Regions from separate parts of the Mus musculus genome. Here region 2 is linked to region 1. The links are chromatin contacts, called in public HiChIP or PLAC-seq maps. All regions are on one chromosome and are shown on one strand. The core of a region is the stretch at or near the end of the contact, and the rest is flanking DNA. Distances in the headings are between cores, read along the strand shown. Region 1 holds the start of Cdca7 (cell division cycle associated 7). Region 2 overlaps Map3k20 (mitogen-activated protein kinase kinase kinase 20).

The links. HiChIP or PLAC-seq counts read pairs in DNA pulled down with a chosen protein or histone mark.
Region 2: an H3K4me3 HiChIP or PLAC-seq map of the SCID.adh cell line shows a contact between it and region 1, with 23 read pairs. The contact joins the enhancer-like site here to the promoter of Cdca7 in region 1. A contact is called at or near these places in 2 of 39 promoter capture datasets (maxillary cranial neural crest and pre-B cells), 5 of 115 datasets of contacts at active chromatin or transcription factors (the SCID.adh cell line, T-cell acute lymphoblastic leukemia, bone marrow-derived macrophages and 2 more) and 1 of 9 other capture datasets (pancreatic islet).

What each region holds. Positions count from the first base shown.
Region 1 is chr2:72,472,817-72,478,734 of GRCm38.p6, forward strand. Cdca7 (cell division cycle associated 7) reads left to right here and starts at 3,403. Exons shown (of 9, transcript NM_025866.3): 1 at 3,403-3,495. The coding sequence starts at 3,475.
Region 2 is chr2:72,373,088-72,379,005 of GRCm38.p6, forward strand. Map3k20 (mitogen-activated protein kinase kinase kinase 20) reads left to right here. Exons shown (of 20, transcript NM_023057.5): 8 at 5,547-5,633. Among named protein-coding and RNA genes, the nearest start is that of Gm52556, 24 kb to the left of the region's middle. Within about 2 kb of position 3,749, at least 10 of the 459 cell types and tissues checked have an H3K27ac peak or open chromatin away from gene starts, as enhancers often do. A contact at or near this core is called in the SCID.adh cell line, where this site is marked.

The DNA.
Region 1 (5,918 bases), core at 2,153-4,652:
CTGATGTCTTATTATTTAGTTTCTGAGACTCATGGTCTATTCCTGAAACTGGTGTCTTACGGCCTTTTTTGAAAGCAGGCCTAGTCTAAATGGAGACAAACGGGGTTTATGGTGTCCTTTCAAAAGGCACAGTGACTAAGCATATAAGGCTACTCCAATGCCTCTACTCATCATGGACTAATCAGCCATATTTGCTTCCCTTTACTTACAGTTGTGACCTTGGCACACCTTGAACTGTGGATCCTCTGGCCTCTTCTTCCCTACTGCTGGGATAACAAGCTTCTGCTACCCTGCCTGATACGATGCCTCCTCCTCCTCCTCCTCCTCCTCCTCCTCCTCCTCCTCCTCCTTTCCCTCCTCCTCCTTCCCTCTTAGAAAGCACTGTGACACTGCAGTCCCAGTCTTTCCCGCCTCCTCCCTCCTTCCTCCCTTTCTCTCTTGAGGGTTAATGGCTATCTTCTTCCACCTGTTCACATTTTCTTCTTCCACAGTTCTTCTGTTTTTGTGCTTTTCAATTTTGTTAGGGGTTAGCCTTCTCCGAGGCATTTGCCATTTGCTTTCCCCCTCAACCTTGTGTGAGGAGCTAGCTTCACCGATGCAAGAGAGCCGCTCTGAACAGTTGTTTAAATCCTGTTACATGCCTACGCCACTGTTCTTTTCCTGTAGTCATATCCTTTTTTTTCTTTTTGAGGGGGTGGTGATAGCTAATCTTGTCAACTTGGTGACACTGAGAAGTGCCTAGGGGATTATTGAAGTGTGCCCCTGAGTGAGTCTTCAGGGTGTTTCCAGAGAGGATTAACTGGGGTTTGGGGTGGGGGTCTGGGAGGAGGGAAGGGCAGGGTATGTAAAGTGAATAAATAAATGAATGGGGAAGAATTCATCCCGAGCACGCAGGGTGTCATTCTGCATGCTAAGGGCTTTAATGGAACAGAAGAGAGGACACAGTGACACAGGCACTCTGCTTTCTGTTTGATTTTCCCTACACCTTCTTGTCATGATAGACTAGACTTTATGAAAGCCTGAGCCAAATAAATTTCTCCTTCATCTCCCTTACCTCCATGTTTGTGTCAGACTTTTGTGCCAATGACGGAACAGAAGCACAAGTGTGACTTCGCTGGTTTGCAATATTTCGCCCTGATATACTATACTGATAGGAATGAGCCAACTACTCCTCCTCTGGTCCAGTTAGCTCCAACTTCAAAACAAAGTCTCAATCTGAACACTCTCCGGGTACTACAATGACATCAGTATCTTAGCATTCCCAGTTTTCGCCCCCTCCTGGCTGGCTGCTCCCCCCAGACTATACCATCCATGGGGGCAAACAGGGGCACCCCAGCCTGTTAAATCCTCCACTGTCTTTCTATCAGGCCTGGAATAAATGCAGAGATCTTTTATAGCTAGGAAGCTCCAAATGTCTACTTTCTCTTCCTCTTTTCCTGACTTTCAGTAGTAGAGATGGGGACTCTTGGCTGCTTCATACTGTTCTGGAACCAGATGCCAGTCTGCCTGAAACTAGTACTTTTTTCCTGTCGCTTCCTTTCTGACCACTCAGATTTCTGGCTGTATATCACCAGCTTGTATAACTATTGTAGAAGTATGCATTGTTCCTTTCCTGTCTTCAGCTTTTCACTGTACTTTCTTCCTCTTCCTCCTCCTCTTCTTCCTCTTTCTCTTCTCCTCCTCCTTCTCCTCCTCCTCCTCCTCCTCCTCCTCCAAAGTATCATACCTGAAATTCTCTTTTGTATCTCTGCTCCTCCATCAGAGTGTACACTCTCTGGACCTTGTATCCTCAGTACTCAGAATAGCACCTGCTTACAACCTTGCACTCAGTTAGGGGCAGGACTTTGAACCGCCCTGATGGTGAAGCCCAGAGGATATACATTGTCTGCAGGACACACACAAGCACAGAAGTGAAAACTTTAAGGAAACAACATGCACACGTCCTGGGCTCACATTGGATTTCGTTGAAAAAGAAATGCAGGAGCACAGAGAGACAAGCCTGTTCCAAGAAGAGTAAAAATGCTCAGTGTAGAACATTACCCAGGCAAAGTGGCCCGGATGCCCCCTTCGTTCTGTGACCTCACATGGTCAGTTCTACTTGCACAAACCATATTCACAAGAACATTGTACTAAGGACAATTTTAGGTCTCCATCCACATACTTATTCATCCAACAAGTGTTGGTTGAACTCCTGGCTGCTACCAGGAATTTTGCCAAACAAATCAATTAGCTGCTTCTCTTGATGCCTAAGTTGGAGACTGGAGTTCTTTGTCTCTAGCACAGAGGGAGGGTGACCCCTGGGCAGCTCCTTCCAATCCATTGTCTTCCTCGGTTATTTATGTCTTTATGGTCAGTACCTAGAGAGGTGTGTGTGTGTGTGTGTGTGTGTGTGTGTGTGTGTTGCGCATGCTCTCTTCACAGAAAAGGACTGTGGCAACATCAATACTAAGAGAAAAGTTTTGAAATAAGGGGGAATGCTTACACTTCAAGAAATGTTTTAAATCTATGATTATAATTAAAGCTCTTTTAAAAAGCACCCAAGGTTTTTCGGTCGTTGCTGTTTGGGTTTTTTTTTTTCCCCCTGTGTTTTACTCTTTAAAAACAGGGGAGCCTCGTTTCATCCCTGTGCCGGTCTTAGTGAGAAGGGCTATAAGAAAGAAAGAAAGAAAGAAAGAAAGAAAGAAAGAAAGAAAGAAAGAAAGAAAGAAAGAAAGATCTTCTAACTAGCTCTGGTTGTTCCCAATTTTGCCTGGAGAAAAATGGACAATCCACAGTGTAATCGCCTGCAGCTTTTATCTCCGAAAGATAAAGCTCTAAAGACTTTTACCCTTCGGAGAGGCTTTACTCAACTGAAGGGCTATTTTTAAACCCACGCCGGAATCTTTCTTGAAGCAACAGGACTTAACTGGTCTATTGACTACATATAGATAGTGGTGTGGTTGCTAGATAAGAGGTGCTATGCTCTCAGATATTTGTGGGTGGTATCCCCGTTCTGTTCTTTAACATTTTTAAGAGATTAAACTACAGCGAAAGTGTGAACGCAGTAAGAGGCTCTACCAGCCTTACAATCTCCCGTTTTGTATGCAAATCAGACGGCCAGTCTCAGGACCTCGGCAGCCACTTTCGCGCCACTTCCCAGGACCGCGCAGCTTCATAAAAAGCCAGTGGCACTGAGTTCCCACAACGCCACTGTTTCATAGAACATTCAGCAGTTTCCGAGGACACTCAAGGTTATTACAACCACGAGAACCGCTTCTATTTTTTTCCAGAGCTGGGACGCTTCGGGTACCGCTAAAGAGGTCATCTTAGCTGGCAGGACCTGCGTCCCGGCGCGGGAAAGCCGGTGGCCCCGCCCCTCCGGCGGCGGAGTGCGCGCCCCGCCTCTGTCCCGGAGCTCGGGTTGTTCGGGCTCTGAGTGCTGGTGTGTTCCGACGAACTATCCCCGTTCCGAGTGCCTGGGTACCCGCCGCCAACATGGAGGCTCGCCGCGCGCGGGTGAGGCCCGGCCGGGTGCACCGGGGCGGGGTTGGTGGGTGCTAGACACGGGCGGGTCCGGGCCACTTCCCTCCGACTCCGCGGGTTAGCTCCGCTCACTTGTCCCACGCGCTCCTGATTGTCGCCAGGTTGAGGGAAATCACAGATCGATTTTCTTATAATCTTTGCACCCAGGATAACTCAAGGCCAAGGTGATGCGCCCGCCGGCGCGCACGGAGTTGCCAGCGTTCCCGGAACCTGCGGCACGGGCGCTCATGCTCCACGTGCGCGCGGAGGCCTGGGACTCGCCGCTGGCCATCCTGTCTGGCGGTCGTATCCCAGCCTTCCACCTTCTGGGACCTCACCCTGCACGACCCGCTGGCGGCGAGTGCGTTGTTACCTACGCGTGCACTAGTGGCCCTGGGATCGATCCTCTTTTGCTCTGCGTCCCCTTCTAACCACTCTGGATCTGCGGGTTTAGCGTAGATGGCCTTGTGAGCATTTCTTGAGAACTTGGGTTGTGCACGTGGGGGGAGGTATTGTTTTAGTCCTAGGCTGTGGTCAGATGCAATTTTGGGGCCCAGCGATGCAAGTCGTGTGCCGCGACCGTTTAGTAACCTTCCCTGCGTCCCCCAACTCCCCACCCGTCCCACCCTTTTCTTCCCGGCTTGCAGCTGCGAGCTGGAACGTAACTCTTTTTGCTCCAACGGAAGCCAGAACTTATGTCCTGCCCTGGAGTGGGTTGAAGAGTGGGGGGATGGGCGGAAAGGAAGACAGTGACGTGCTTCAAATAAATATCGGGTTCGGGGGCCCTTGTGGCGAGGTCTGAGTGGGTAGACGGAGTCGTGGTCTCATAGCGGATCTCCGCGCGTGGGGAAATGGGCTTGGAGTTTGGCTTGCCTTGGTGCATATTTGGACACCTGACTGGAGGAATCGACTTCACCTCTCCGCACTTCAGTTTTCTTACTTATTTAAGTGATGGTAACGTCGCTGCAAAGAATTAAGCGAACATCAGTACCAAATCTGCCGTCAAAGAACACTCACCGTAAACAGAATTAAGAGTTACATCTGCCAAAAAAGTTCACCCCAGGCACGACCTTTGGCTCTCCTTTTTTGTGTGTCTTTTCCATCGAAGACATACTTGCCTGGTGAATGACTGACCGTTGGCCTGTCCTGGCTTGTTAAAGATTAGCCTCTTTTCCTGATGGCTTTTGATTGACTGCCTCCCCTGAGGCTGACATGGAGTTAAATTGATTAGTAGAGTGTAGAGAATTAAAGTCATTTAAGGAGCTGTGTGCCGTTTTGGGGATTTCTTAGTTCTTTGCATTTTGTTGCACCTTATTGCCTTGGACTTCCTCTACCAGAAACCTGGGCAGACTTTTGAATCCCTTTTAACTCCTAACTCTCCACCCACCGCCTCGAACTACTGTTGTAAATACAATATTTGGTAGCTCTCTCGAATACCACACATTGCTGCCATTAGGATATCAGAAGCATACACAAATGGTTGATTGGTGTCTACTTAGGAACATGATGTGGAGGCTGGGCCACCAACATCTTGGAAATCATTTTATTGTATCCGAGAGACTGAAATGTAATGTGTTAGGTGCGGAAGGAAGTCTTTCCCAACATCTAGGCATTTTCTGTTCCCTAACACCCTTGGGCACTCTGGTGGGGCTGGCCCAACTTGGGTCAATAAGAAATGGCCAAATAGGCTGTCCTGGTTACATTTTCTAGTGGACAGTACAAGGCTGTAAGCTAAAATGAATGGAGTTTTTTCATAATTCCGACTAACTTGACCTTTATTTGCTAGAAATGCTTACTGTTGACTTCTACCACAGGTCTTAGAATTCTCAAGCCTTCTGGGGGCCATGAGAAAGCTGTATGGAGCCCATGGTCAGAGAGTTCCTATGGAATCCAGTCTTCAACCTGGCCTAGGAGTGTTAGTTGACCTCTGACTTGGCTTCTTGTACTATGTATTTTCGGGCTGATAACCCTTGATTTGTAAAGACTGCAAAACCTCCATGCCCCTCTCCTTGGAGCGAGCGGCGCCTGTTTGGGTGACTGCCATCTTAAAACACAGGACCTGCCCAATTTTTGTAGTTTAGGAAATTAGCATCACAGTGCAGAGCCCAAGGCTTACATAAAAAGACCTCATTAGCTTGATTTTTGGCTGAGGGAGAAAAATTGCTCCTCCATTTTGTACTTTTGAAATCTCCTTTTAGAAGTACAGTTCAATGAGAAAAAATGAGGCTGGGTTTTAGGAGCTGGTGTTAAGCTCTGTGGAGTTCTATAATGCTAAATGCTTCGGAGTTTAAGGTGGGAGGAGAAGTAACTGCAGATATCCAGAGGCTAAGTTGATGCGTACCATTAAAATGACCTCCTGAAGAGATCCTTCCTTAGAATTTGACCTGAGTTGATTATATTTTTTTAATTTTTATTTA
Region 2 (5,918 bases), core at 2,499-4,998, 99 kb before region 1:
CCTCTTAATTCTGAATGTTTGTAAGAATGGAAACTTCATTAATATGGAGAACAAGGAAACACTTCTCACAGATAGGAAGGGGAAAAACAAAACAATAGCCCCACAGGAGACTAGCTTCCCAGGCTGTGTTGCATGTCCTTACAGTGTAGTCGCCATACACTCATCTGAACATTCTGCAAACAGGGGTTTTTTTTACAGTCTAAGGCCTTTTATGTTCAGGTTTAGCTGCACAGCAACCACCTGCCTGGCATACACAAGGCCCCAGGTTCAATGCTCCGTGCTACAGAAGGAAAAATTAGGCTTTCTGTGAAACTGTCTTCTCTTGACAATTTATGATTTTTTGCTTTAGGGAAAATGTTTACCTACTGAGTTAGTCTCTGGGCTGGATACAGACGTGGACTGATTTAAATTTTATGTGGCATGTTTGACAGTGCCAGAACCTCATTTTATTCTGTGGAACAGAAGCCAATGTGCCATACTCTGCCGAGACTCCTGTGGAACAAGGGGGTTTGGAAGGCAGTAACGTGGCTGAACACATGGGTCTTTTGGCTGGTTCTCCCTGCATGTACAGGTGTATACAGAGGAGAGACACACACCCAGACACCCACGTTCTCACTTACTTAGCTTGATGGGTCCTCTGGCTCGTTTCCTCCTCCAGAAGCCCATGTATATAACTTGTACTTTGACAATTCTCCCCAAGTCTTGGAATTTCCCTTTTAGAGATTTTTGACCTAAAGTCACAACTTATGAGTTGTGTAGAGAATGAACTTTTAGTTTCAATATTATTGGATTTATGAAAATAAACTCCATACCACTTTCTTTCAGCCTAGGACTTTGTGTGAAATGTACCCATCTGCCTTTGCTTAGACTGTGACCTCTTGGTACCTGTCACCAAGAATGAATGACTTTTCCCCTGGAAGCCATAGCTGCTGATCACACTCCTAACATTAAGGATCACTCCTGTGTCTTTAAATCTGTCTGTCAGTTCTCACTGAGCACTTCTGTAAGTGCTGCCTGGATCTTTCTTCCTGGAGCTGTAGGTTTTCCATTTGTTTATAAAAAGCCTTTCACTCCAGGGACGGCACAGCACTTTTGAGAGAGGGATCTCTATGTGTGTGCATGTGAGGCCTTCAGTCACGTGTGTCCCACTCCCACTTTTGCTCAACCTTGTGTGACTTTCTTCGGGGGAGGATGATTTTATTTTGTTTTGCTTTTAAGTCAAGGGCTCACTATGTAGCCCTGACTGGCCTGGACTTTTCTATGTAGGTCAGGGCTGTCTGGAACTCACACAGAGATCTGCCTCTCACCTAGCCTCTGGTACTAAAAGCATGGGCCATCCTGCTGCCTGGGAAAGTGATATAACAGACACTGAACAAGCCATTTCCCAACATAAATCCACACTGCCAGGACTACCCTACACCACACACCAGGTGTGGCTCAGAACCCAACTATCCAGTCCCCCAACTATAGCAGTCTCAATTCAGAATTCATGCAAGAGCCTTCCTGCCCTTGAGTGGCAGAAATAGAAATGTTTCATTGTCTCCTTAAAATCAGTTTAGGGGGTTGAAGAGATGGCTGCTCCTCCAGAGGACCTCAGTTCAGTTCCCAGCACCCACATAGGGGCTCATAACTGTCTGTAACTCCAGTCCCTGGGATCCGGCTTCCTCTTCTGGCCTCTGCATACACTATACTTGTGTCAGACACAGACATACATTCAAGCAAACTTAAAATAAAAAGTCTCAAAGCAACAACAAAGCAGGCCCAGCATCTGGGCCTGACAAATGGCTCGCTGTGGGTAAAAGTGTTTACTGGCAAACCTCATGAGCTGAGTTTAGTCCCTAGAAGGACCCACATGGACGGAGAGAACAGATTCTCTCAAGTTGTTGTGTGACTACCACATGCATGTCCTGCATGAAATAAATAATTATAAAAATCATCTGGCATTATTAGTTTCTCTTTGAGTGAAGTTTGAGAATGCTGGGTTGCCTCAGCAGAACCTCAGAGAAGTATATCCCTGCTGATTTCACGATAAGAACTTACTTGGGATGACATTCAACAGTGTCCTTTTCACTCCATCCCTTCTAAATAAGCACCGTCAGTGTAAGGGAGAGTACAAGCCCTGCTCTCCAGAACCCGTTGTTTTAAACAACCATTTATACAAACAAAACCCCCAAAGCATTTATGAGTTCCCAGTCGGTTGGGCATCAGAGAGTGCATAGTTGTTCCAATTGAGGCCATGTTAGGCGTACACATTTGTGAACCTCAAACTTCAAAAGTGGTGGCTACCTAAGAAAACAATACAGTTATGCAGAATCCAAAGGGAGAGCATTGCTCTAACGTAAAACGCGCCATAGGTCATAGCTGAGAGAACATGGCCATCAAAAAGTTGATTTCTGAAACTCACCACCCCCCCTAAAAAAAAAAAAAATGCGGCCTGGTTTTGTTTTTAGTCTTTCTCCGCTTAATAAACTTGAGTTTTATCTGAACATGTGGCAAAACTAACTAGTCTCCTGCTGCCTCCAAAGACACTTCTTGTTGTTAGCAGAGCAACAGAGCTAGGCAGCCGGTTGTTCTTTCTCCAAGGAGAACTTTTACAAGAAAGATGTTTGTACACCCTTAGTACATGATCACTGCACAGGCAGCCTTGTGAGAGAGAGCACAGGGCTTGTCACCCTCCACAGACAAAGCTTTCCCAGTGGCAGCGCGGAAGGGTTACTGTCCTAGGAGCTTCCAGCCAAAGCCAGCTTCAACCGAGGAGCTGAAGAGGCAGCCTCTGCAACTTGTCTAGAGCGCTGTTCCAGAACCAGCCTGGCTCAGGTAATGGCTTCCTATTGTTTGTGAGAGAAAAGGCAGAAATACACAGCCACATCCAAGTTTCTGTTCTGTAAACTGAAAATAGAAATTTTCCCTGTGAGTGCAGCTTAACTGGAAGGACATCTCGATATACAATGAGTTGGAAAATATTTTTAAGGTGAAAGATCACAGCAGTGTTTGGCCTGCATCCTTGGAACTGGAATTTCAAGGCATAAGCTTAATGTATTTTTAGACCTCCAAGTGACTTCCTCAACAAACTTACTTCTTGTGTCTTGTGTCAATGTCATTTTTATTGAATGTGTGTGTATATATGTGTGTGTGTGTGTGTGTGTGTGTGTATCTCCACCCTAACTTGTTCTGCTTTCGATTGGGTACATCCCCAAATCTGGGGGCTTAAAGGGGAATTATGGGAGGTACTGACAGTGGGACGAACCCTATTTGGACCTTGTTTTGGTTCCACAACCTGAGGCTCTGGCATTGCTCTTCTGTCCCCATGGTTTTGAATCCCTTGGCTACTGTAGCTATGCAGAGGCCCAGATGGAGTGACACAGTCCAGTTGTGTCAGGGTCACACCTCCTCATTGATTAGACTTTTGATATTTTTCCAGCCAAACATTTTGGTCTACAAAAGTGAAGAATGAATTCCTTTCCGATCTCTCGGAGTCTCGGGGGCTGCGGGGGCTGCATTTTACTCTGTAGAGTCCAGGCAGGTTTTACCTGTGCACACATTTGTGTGCCTGTTGCGCTTGCCCCCAGACTTCGGAAAGGGGAGGCCTGAATTGTTCACCTGAGTGTTTGTGAGGCCAAAGCATTTGACTTTTTTGAAGCTGCCTTCTTATTTCCATTTCCCCACACTTCATCCTCTGTCCCCAGCACTAAGAGAGAGTGGTGATCACAGGAAATCGAGGGACCTCATTTCCTGCCCAGCCTAGGGCTGCCTCTCCCCTGCACAGGCAGGGTGGCCAGGTGACTGTATTCCTATGCTGACTCTTCCCCTCCCTCCGGAGCTTACACTGCACTAGCCAGCATCATCCCCTTCTGGGGTGCCCCTAGCTAGCATCATCCCCTTCTGGGGTGCCCCTTACCTTTCCTAATCACTCATGTGACTCAAATAGAATTATTCAGTAGCTCTTCTGAGGAAGTACCTTACACACTTGATTAAAAGCCCAAAGAGGCTTCAGGGATTTTTTTTTTTCCTCTCCTGCTTGAGGAGCATCTGCCAATTTCCCTGATTTTCTTGCTAATTATCTTTGTATTTGCCAGCGTTCATTTAACACGCTATGGCTTGAACAAGACAGCGGGCTGGCTGAGGATATAATGACGATATATCCAGTTTAAGGCTTACAGGATTTCCTTGAATAGAGCTGTGCCTTCCATCTAGACTTGTCTTTAGGAATAGGCTTTTGGGTTTGCAGTGAGAGAGAGACCAAACCTACCTTGCCGAGTCGTCGCCCTGAGTCAACCTGGGCTCTGCACCTACAGCTCAGCCTGTTGTGTTCCCTCCAGCAATGGAGCTTCCCCATCCCTAAAATAACACGGGATGAGAGCACAGCCTCCAAGTACGAAAGCAGTTTGCATCCCTGCTGGCCTGCTTGGTAGCTGGATGTATGTAGACAAGTTCATCTGACTTGCCTAAACTCTTATCCTCACCTAAAAACTGAGGATGATATCGGAGGACTTGATAATGATCAGGGCAACACGTGCAATGGGGATTTGGAACACATTAGGCCCTCAATAAATTATAGTGCTTGTCAAATTCTGATTATTAACAAACCTGGAATTGCTTTTGTGCTTTGCAAAGTACTGGTAGACTACACTTTGTGGTATCAGGCTGGCATGCTAACACAATTCTAGCACGTGGGAGGCTGAGGCAAGAGTATCATGAGTTCAAGGCTAGCCTGAGCTACATACCCAGTCTTTTGTCCAAAACCAATTCTTTGGATGCCTATTTGAATAAAAAGGGGAAGCAATTGGGTGTTCAAATTTCCACTGCTAGGTGTTTAGAGAATAACTAAACCCACCATCCTAGAACGAGTTCCCTTTCTGTGGCATTTCCGTTGATGTTCATTGCTGCACTTAGCATGACTTTTACACAAAGGTGAATGCATAGATTCATTCATGCACAGTCAGCTTATATGTTTGTTAAATGTGCACTATACTTCAGAATATGACATAATATATGTATTTAGGAATGGATCTCTTAGAATAACTCATTCTGAAATTTGTCCAAACTATAATATGCTAGAATTTCACAGGTATCTATCAGTATAGGGCAGATGAGTTTGCTAGTGATTTGAACTGAGGACTTTGTTTTGTTTTGTTTTGTTTTTATTGAACCTTGTAAAAACTGTGTTGAGTTCCTGGTTACTATCTAAAAATTATATCTGAGATTCAAGGCAGAAAGTCTGTTTTCTAACAAAATACAAAACCTAGTCTGTGGGAATGTGTGAAAAAACTGGAGAGTGGTAAGTAAGATCATGTTTAATCGCTAATATAAAATTATAAATGTAGACACTCCAATTTCTAAAACAAGTTTTTTCCTTATATACAAAGAACTAAAAGTATATAATATGTGGTAGAAGTCCTGTGTATGAATATATACATATATTGTGGAAGAGTCTACAGATGGTTGGCTACGTCTAGTAATTGGATACAATTAAGTGCTGGCTACATTTTCAGTAATATACCAATATAAAGTACCAGAATAAAAATCCCATTTTCTTTTTGTTGTAGGTTCTCTGGGAGATGCTAACAAGGGAGGTCCCCTTTAAAGGTTTGGAAGGATTACAAGTAGCTTGGCTTGTAGTGGAAAAAAACGAGGTAAGACTCCGTTTCTCCATTCAGGTGCATAGATCAGAAAACAGTATTGGGGTTTTGCAAAAGACTTTTTCATCTTCTTCAAATTGAAAGTAAGTTCACGCTTATGGAAAGATTAGCAGTAGGAGCTAGCACAAAGGGTCAGAGTGATGTTATTCCTCATGAATGGACCCTTTACATCTAATTGTTGCAGCTTCACGTCGTGATGCCGTAGATCAAAAATTGTACAAGTACTGTACTAGTTTCTCAGTCTCAATTGTAAAACCTGGGGGTTTGTTCTTAGTGATG